3 separate regions of the Mus musculus genome follow, and regions 1 and 3 are each linked to region 2. Evidence: chromatin contacts called from public Hi-C and HiChIP or PLAC-seq data. All regions are on one chromosome and are shown on one strand. Each heading gives the region's core, a stretch centred on a gene start, on an enhancer-like site or on the middle of the called end of the contact. The rest is flanking DNA. Distances are from core to core; before and after follow the strand shown. Region 1 has its middle 30 kb from the start of Gm41333. Region 2 has its middle 100 kb from the start of Gm41333. Region 3 has its middle 300 kb from the start of Pvt1.

Region 1 (2,700 bases), core at 141-2,640, 130 kb after region 2:
TCCACATCACATGATTCTAGTCTTAAGTTATTAGACCTCTCATTCTGGGTTTTCCAGTCAGTACCAAGTGATCTTCCTTGCCACATATCTTTCTTTATTCTTTCCTTGACAACTGTTATACTCTCTTACATGTTTATTTCCTCAAGCCTTTGTTGTAATTCAGTTGTTAGGGATGGACAGTGATCTGGGGAACTGAGAAAGTCACTGATCTCAGGAGCTAAGAAGGTCCATAGACCAAAGACCACACAGAGCCCATAGATTTTGCAGATCAGTTTTTTTTTTTAATGCTAAGAATAAAAATGGAGCAAAGTAAAGGAGAGGCAGACTGACCAGAAGAAGCCTCCTTCTCAATGAAGTATCCAGGGGAAACTCTACTGAAGGAACAGTATCTGAATGTAGGCCGAACATTGTGCAGACCATGGATAGAAAGGGGAAGTCAGGCAACAGCCTTGGGTCTACTTTGAGAATAGAAACACAAGTCAAGCCTTGGTGAAGGAGTCAATAAACTGTATCAGATAAGAACACATGGGCAGACATCAATCCTGCTGGTAGGAACTATATTCTGAGCTAATGATTGGCTTACTCACATAAGTAGAGTCATTCAAATTCTCTGTATCTTATTCTGCCCTTCTCTAGGAGGGTACTGATGAGAGCATTCACTTCTGGGGTCATGTGAGGATTTTAAATTGAAAGCAGTACCTGGCACACATTCAACAAGTACCCACTAGTTCTTGCTACTTCAGAGCTAATATCATTATTTATTCTGCTTTTATACTTTCTTCCTTTGAAAAACAGCAGGAGCTTGTTATACACGTATTTCTCCAATAAAGTGTGAGGAAGGCCAATAAAATAAAATCAATAAAAGAGGAAGCTGTTCTGGCTGACTCAAGGGAGTAGCAGGCAAGCACACCATCTGTTCAACCCCACCCAGGCCCCATGGTGGTCCTGAGGATGCCCTGGGCTCCAGCACTCACAGCTAACTACTTTCCTGTGAGAGCTCAAAACAGAGAGATTAGCATCAAAAAAGTGGGGGGGCTAGATACGTCACTATCAAAAAATGAAAACTGTAAAGTAGAATATCTTGGTTCTTTTAAACAAGACCTTTTCTTCTCTGTCTCTGTGTGCCTCTCTGTGCCCCTATCTCTATCTCTCTAGGTCTCTCTGACTCTTGTCTCTCTCTCCTTTTCTTCTTCTTTCCTTCCTTCCTTCCTTTGAGAAAAGAGATTACCAGGCCACACCACCAAAGCCACCCTTCTTGAGGTGGTTTTTGGAGCTTGTTTATGTTGCTCAGACTTAGTCATAAGTTCAGAACATTCTGTGGGTTTTACTGGAACTCAGTATCATGGCTCATCCCAACTCAGCTTGCTCTGTCTGAGGCTGCCAGTGGCCTCCCATGGGACAATGGCTCAGAGTCTCAGGCTGCACACACGAGAAAGCAGGTCTTGTGGTTCCTCATAAGCCTTAGGAATGGCCTCTCTATTTCCAAAGGCCTGCAGTTAAACTTAGGAACCAGAAGAGGTGTGTTGACTCATATTTGATGTTCCCTGGGGACACCTGCTACTTCCTGAAGCCTAGTAGCTTGTCATTTTGTGTTCCTAGATATGTTTCTCCCACCCAGAAATCCACAAAGTTATGGTATTTTTCCTTGTATGTACCTTGCAAGCTGCTGTAGGAGTTGGGTGTGGTTAGCCCAAATATCGGTTTGTTGTTGAAGGTTTGATGGTTTCTGACTGTTTACTTAGCTTTAGTTCACTGGAGCACTTAGCAACACTTCATCTTTTGGGGGTTTCTGAGCCTCACCTTGTGTGCCCAAAGACACTTCTGTTGTGTGTTTTCTTACATGTAGATGGAGCGCAAGCACTTTCACACCTAGAATCTGGTGTGAACCCATCAGCAATACTGTGAGGCACAATTAAAACTCTTCCTTTAGGAGATGAAAATGGGACCCAAAGGCATTAACTAAGTTATATAGGTTCACTCAGTGGATGGGCATGAAAACATCCTTAGAGCTACATCAGGTGGACTCCTGGTCCTCTTTTCTATTCACTTTGCTATATTTTAATGTGACAGCCCATCAGATTTTAACATGAAGATCATTGCATCTCTCATAAGATGTTTGCATTCTTGATACTTGTGGTTTACTTACTTGGTTGAATTTAAAGATTCAGTGGGAGAAAGAAAGAAACAGAGAAGGAGGGAGGGAGGGAGGGAGAGAGGGGGGGCTAGGGGGACACTGGGTGTTTATGTGCATGTGTAATGTGTATGTTTGTGTCAATGTGTAGAGAAATGGGCAGAAAAAAATAAGAAATTAAATTTCTGTTTGATCTGGTTTCAGTTTCCAGAGCTATCAAGCAAAAGGTGTGTAAAGAGTACTTCTAAAATCCTTATGAGCTTATAATACTAAACCTCCATGCTGTAACAAGAGGGATAGTGATGTGTCCTATTCTCTGTCACTCACTTTTATACTTAAAGACCTTTGTTTCTCCCAAAGTCAAATCGATTGAAGAGAAAAATCTAGTGGGGGCACCAGGACAAAGGGCTCGCTAGCGTTTGATGTACCCACTGCCAGGAGGAGATGTGAGCCTAAAAGGAAGCTGTTTTGTTTTGTGCACGTTTCCTGCGATGTTTCTTTGGTGGTAGGGTTGAGATAATTCAGCATCACTGGTTTTCTAGTTGTTCCAAATTCCAATAGAAACATAA
Region 2 (2,700 bases), core at 9-2,508:
CTTAGCTCTATTCTTCTTTTCAGTTATGTAATTTTGGCCAAATTACCAGATGTGGCTGAGCTCCTGTATCTCTGTACAACTGGATTAATAATTCCTGTCACAAGGAATTATTCTAAGTGCTAAAGAGACAGTGCATGCAAGAGGCTGGCGGTTGTATCTGAAACCTAGCATACATCAACAGAACTTAGTGTGTTATTGATGCTTGTTACCTGCACTGGCATGGCAGTGAGTTCTGCATGTATTTGGGATATTCCAAATTGAGCAGGAAAAAAAAGGTACGTCTGTTTTTAAAATAAGTTCCCATAAAAGTAAGATGAAGGCTATATAAATATTTCTTGAGTATTTATAAAATATTTTCTTATGGATGCATTATTTTAATTCATTAACATTTTAAGAATCACTGGACTAAATTATTGTTTTTTTTTTCCTTTTGTATTCATTTCTCCAGAGATTTCATCCAACCTCTGGAGAAAAGGGGAGAGACAAGAAAGCAGTGTTTTCACTTGATTGAGGCCAAGAACTGGGGGACTGGACAGAGCTAGGTTACAGCCCTGCCAAACGTTCCCTACCTACAGGCTTTGACCTATGTAATAGGAGATAAAACTTACAGTAATAACAATTATAACAATAACAGGTCTGTAGTGCTGAGCTCTCCACCTATTATTTCATGATTCATACAAACACCTTATGGGTGAGATGTCACAATCACGTGTAAGTCACGAGCAATATACCAGATGACATCAGCCACATACTAGGTTCATAGAAAAGGACCTCTGACAAGCAAGACTATCTTCTTACCCCTGCCTTGATTTTCTGAACATAGATGCAGATAGGTTCTGTCTATGTGGCTGCTGAGGAACTGGACTGAACTATTGAGTTAATCAGTTGGCTCTCAAGCCCATTTGTTTCCACAGGAGGCAATGGTAAAACTCATTGCAGTTCACAAACCCTCTGTCTTCTCAGCTCACAAGCATTGCCTCCTGGTTGGTTTGTGCTGGGGTAGAGTGAGTCAGCCAGTCACATGCCTGCTCTCAGGGCCACTGTCCAGGTGAGAGGCACAAATGCTGCTCACACTGCTCTTGACCAGCATATCAAGTGTTGCCCGGACCTGCAGGTCCTGCTTTTTCACTCCATGGATGGGCTGTGCTCTTTCACTTCGGAGAGAGCCAGCATTGTCAGCTCAACTGCTTCCTTGTGCTCAGTAGCTTGCTGAAGGGTGACTGGCTTGAGACCTTGTTAAAGCTACCCTGCCCCTGTTTTAAAGCATCACTGAGAGATGCTGGAGCTGAGTCACCGTCCACACAGACAGCTCATTGCCAAGATGTGCTGTGCTTTTCTGATGCAAGGAAGAGCAAGTTTCCATCCCTGCTGTAATGTCACCCCGCTGCACAGCTCAGGCCAATAAAGTTCAACAAACCAGTTTAGCCTGGGAGAGAAGGGGATGAAAGGCTAAAACACTCTTTGATGAAACCCGAGTCTTCCAGGTAAAGGGCAAGTAGCTGGCATGACGAGTGAGCAAAGACATCTTTTGGGAATCTCCCGTTCGTTCTGCCTTTCATCCTGACGCTCTTCTTCACTGGGTGATTTCACATGAAGCAAAAGTGTTGGCTCTCTACCCTTCTCCTTCCTGCCTGCCCCAGTAAATTGTGACCGATACTGTCTGAATCACTAGATTCTTTGGACACTCAATTATCTATGAGAAAACAATGTATCTCACTTCTGACTTACTGCAGATACGCTTAGCTCTTGCACCGAATGGTTTTAAAGGCCAGCAACACCTCCTCCCTAAACCCCTTCATTTAAATTATGTTTATTACTATGCTTGTTTACTCTCAGTCATCCCTCCTTGAGGAAGGGGATCTAAGCATGTGGGACCAGGCTTATTTTGCACTTTAGCTTGGTGGAGGATCTGCAGCAAATGAGCTAATCTATATTTACTGAATTATTAAACTGCTCCCCCACACACACTTTTCAATTGCTTTTCCTGTCCCCCAAATCAGTTTTGCTCCTGTCCCAACCACACAGCTCAATGTTGATAAACGAATAAGAGTTCAAATCAACTCATTATTTTCTGTCCTGAGCTTCCCTAGTCCTGTCTTTTCTTTGCGATGCATCCTCTTTGAGTGTAATTAGCATCAGGACTCTGTGCTGCTTGGAATCTTTCAGTCCTGTCACACAAGGTTTATCCCTGCCTGAAATGTCCTCTCTGCTATATTTTCTCTGGCAAACTTCTGTATGCTCATCTTATATAAGGAACCTTCTTGGAACACCCATCAGGCCCACTCCTCTAACTACAACTGACCCTTCTTTCCTTTGGATCCACAATGAAGTGCTTCAGTTCTGTTTTTTTCCCATTAATTTATCTGTTCACTGTACATCCCAATCCTAGCCTGTCCCCTGTTTCCTCCCAGTCCTGCTCTTAGAAATTTCTCTCCTCTTTACCCCCCCCCCCCCCTTCTTCTTAGAGAAGGGGAAGCCACCTTTGGGTACTTCCCTGCCCTGGGACATCCAGTCCCATGAGGAACTAAGCATATTCTCTCTCACTGAAGCCCAGTCAGGCAGACCATTTAGGGGAGTGGGATACAGTGGCAGGCAACAAAGTCAGAGATAGCTTCTGTTTCAATTGTTGGGGGACCACATGAAGACCAAGTTACACATCTGCTACAAACGCATAGGGGGCCTATGTTCAGTCCCTGCATG
Region 3 (2,700 bases), core at 77-2,576, 230 kb before region 2:
GGCCAGGCACAAATGTCCTTATCTTTCTACTCTAGGACCCAGGCTCCCATGATCCTTTCATTTTTGGTGGGTCTGGAAAGCTTGAGTGATCTTCATAGCTAATTGTGACGTTGAGGGCGGGATACACCTCTCTTGGTGCACAGCTGGATAGTGGCTCTTTCAGAAAATGAACAAAAAGGATAAATCCTCCATATTTTCCTTTAGATCCAATGTCTGCTTGTTTTTATCTCTAGGAAATGACAACTACCTAATGTAAAAATAAAAAATAAAGGTCAGTTTTAAAGGTTTCAGAAGTTTAACTTTAAAAGTGAAGAAGGTTTGTAGGAATATGTCCTTGGCCTCTATCACTTGGGATTTGACATTAGTTAAAATAAACAAACAAAGAGAGGGATAAAGCATTTGGAACTTTAACAGTGTATGAAGTAATTGGCTACAATTCTTACTTAAAGGATTGTATCCATTCTTTTTTTTTATTAGATATTTTCTTTATATACATTTCAAATTTCAAATGCTATCCCAAAAGTACCCTATACCCTCCCCCCCACCCTACTCCCCTAGCCACCCACTCCTGCTTCTTGGCCCTGGCATTCCCCTGTACTAGGGCATATAAAGTTTGCAATACCAAGGGGCCTCTCTTTCCAGTGATGGCTGGCTAGGCCATCTTCTGCTACATATGCAGCTAGAGACATAGACACGAGCTCTGGGGGTACTGGTTAGTTCATATCGTTGTTCCACCTATAGGGTTGCAGACCTCTTCAGGATTGCATCCATTCTTACTGAAGCCATTTGGTAGGCAGTGTGAATCTTCCTCCTTGGACCTTGCCTTAACATTTTCCTTGGACCCATGACTTATTTTGGCCAGGGTGTAGAGGCAGGAGTTACAGAGAGGTAGACTTGGCATTTCAAATGACATCACCTGTGTCCACGTGTCCCTCTGGACTTCTAACACCGTGATAACAGCATGTCCTGTTTGGCCAAATCATCCCAAGCTAGAGGAGAAACAGTAAAACCACCTGCAGCAAACAATAAAACCTTCACAGCTAGTCCACAGAATTACATCTGAGAAATTAATGCTTCCTGCTAGATGTCACCAAGGCTTGGATACTAAGTCTTACCCAGCAGCAGTTGAAGAACACAGATCTAAAATTAGCGTAAGGATTGGCAGCATCACAGAAGTTCCAGACTCCTGATTCATGGAAGGACTGTATTTCCAAGCAAGATGAAATGGTGAAATGATTTGTCAGTGCACGAGGAGGCTCTGCTCTATGGAAGTTGTTCATGGTCTTTCAGGCAGCAATCCTAGTTTCATGCATAATGACTATGGTATTTGGAGGAAGGGTTGTGGTTTATTTCAGCTGTATTTCAGCATCCAGGGTAGGTGACCATCAGGTTGTGTTCATGAGTGTGCAGAAAAGGAATTACAAAGAATAGAGACGGCGGGGAAGCTTGGATGCCTCACTAAAATGTTGTCCTTGGATTCAAACTGTTGGGCACTTGTCATTCAAACTGTTTCTGCTCCCATTGACCTTTTAGTCCTCTGTGATCCTAAGGATCTAGTTCAAGCTATTACAGGCATGGATCTGAGTTCAGGGGCCACCTGCTGGAGTCCCCAGGTTCTTCAGTCTCTGGACAAAGAATTGTATCAAGGGCACATGGTGACATAGGCAAAGATAGAGACAGTTTGTTGAAAGAGAGAAAGACAGTCTTGGGAGTGGGAGTGGGCTAGCCAGTAGGAGAAATACACTGTCAAAACTACTAGCCATAAGTTTCATGGACCTCTATGGGTCATTTTTGTAGCACCTGCCTTTCTTGTTTGTACAAGATTAATCCGTGATAATTCTGTTGAGTATAATTTTCTTTACTTTCCTATTCTCCTACCACAGAGTCCAACTTTTTTTATCTTCTATATCCACGACGTTCCTAGCCTGTGAGAACCAATTCCGCTCTAATTTCTTTCAGATCGGTATAGGTGTAAAATGTCTTAAAATTCTTCTTGGCTTTCCAGGCCGACTTACACTTTCCCACATGCTCACACAATACCGAGTTTGCTGCTCTCACCAGGGCCCTACCTTTAAAGCTGAGAGCCAGGAGAAGGCTAAGAGTGTGGCCTTGGCCCTATCTACCCTTTCCCTGATGGAAAGTATTTCCCCAATGGAATGGATTTCGCTTGTCTTTCTGCTATACGGGTAAGACCCCTGCAAACTTTGATGTGCATAGTCACATAGCACTTTAGGGCCTAGCTTTCATTCATTCTTTCAATCATCATCTGGTAATTGAGTCTACTGAGTCAACAAAGCACACTTTTTGCTGCCCATATTTTGATATTTTTTGTATTATTCAGTTGCTCCCTGATCATGTGCCTGCCTCTCTCTCTCTCCCTCCCTCCCTCTCTCTCCCACTCCGCCCTTTAGATCTTTTGATCACTCTCACATAAGGACTTCTGCTGTCTTTTTGGTTATGATTTCTTCTCAGTAGTCTGTTCTCCCTCAGGTCTCAGTTTAAGTCTCCCTTGAGAATACTGTCCCAAGTGTTCATTCTGAGGTGTCACACTGCTTTCTTCCCCGACACCTTCCAGTCTTCGATCTCTGACTGTCAATACTTTCTGAACTTCTTGTATTCCTCTTTCTCCCTCCCTTCTTCTCTTTTTTTTCCACCCCCTCCTTTCTTCCCTCTTTTCATATAATGCTTAATTCTTGTTTT

What was found. HiChIP or PLAC-seq counts read pairs in DNA pulled down with a chosen protein or histone mark. Hi-C and Micro-C count contacts between places; a contact is called where the count stands out from the background.
Region 1: a contact with region 2 is called in a CTCF HiChIP or PLAC-seq map of the NIH/3T3 cell line, with 8 read pairs. The contact joins two enhancer-like sites. A contact is called at or near these places in 1 of 15 datasets of contacts at CTCF or cohesin (the NIH/3T3 cell line), 1 of 484 Hi-C or Micro-C datasets (uterus) and 1 of 115 datasets of contacts at active chromatin or transcription factors (CD8 T cells).
Region 3: a Hi-C map of adipose-derived mesenchymal stem cells shows a contact between it and region 2, with 7 times the contacts expected there. The contact joins two enhancer-like sites. A contact is called at or near these places in 2 of 15 datasets of contacts at CTCF or cohesin (both in the NIH/3T3 cell line), 10 of 484 Hi-C or Micro-C datasets (the C2C12 cell line, the N1E-115 cell line, Sertoli cells and 5 more) and 2 of 115 datasets of contacts at active chromatin or transcription factors (the NIH/3T3 cell line and embryonic fibroblasts).

What each region holds. Positions count from the first base shown.
Region 1 is chr15:62,697,406-62,700,105 of GRCm38.p6, forward strand. No RefSeq gene overlaps it. Among named protein-coding and RNA genes, the nearest start is that of Gm41333, 30 kb to the left of the region's middle. Within about 2 kb of position 1,391, at least 72 of the 459 cell types and tissues checked have an H3K27ac peak or open chromatin away from gene starts, as enhancers often do. A contact at or near this core is called in CD8 T cells and the NIH/3T3 cell line, where this site is marked.
Region 2 is chr15:62,568,268-62,570,967 of GRCm38.p6, forward strand. No RefSeq gene overlaps it. Among named protein-coding and RNA genes, the nearest start is that of Gm41333, 100 kb to the right of the region's middle. Within about 2 kb of position 1,259, at least 71 of the 459 cell types and tissues checked have an H3K27ac peak or open chromatin away from gene starts, as enhancers often do. A contact at or near this core is called in the C2C12 cell line, CD8 T cells, the NIH/3T3 cell line and 4 more, where this site is marked.
Region 3 is chr15:62,333,210-62,335,909 of GRCm38.p6, forward strand. No RefSeq gene overlaps it. Among named protein-coding and RNA genes, the nearest start is that of Pvt1, 300 kb to the left of the region's middle. Within about 2 kb of position 1,327, at least 44 of the 459 cell types and tissues checked have an H3K27ac peak or open chromatin away from gene starts, as enhancers often do. A contact at or near this core is called in the C2C12 cell line, adipose-derived mesenchymal stem cells, embryonic fibroblasts and 2 more, where this site is marked.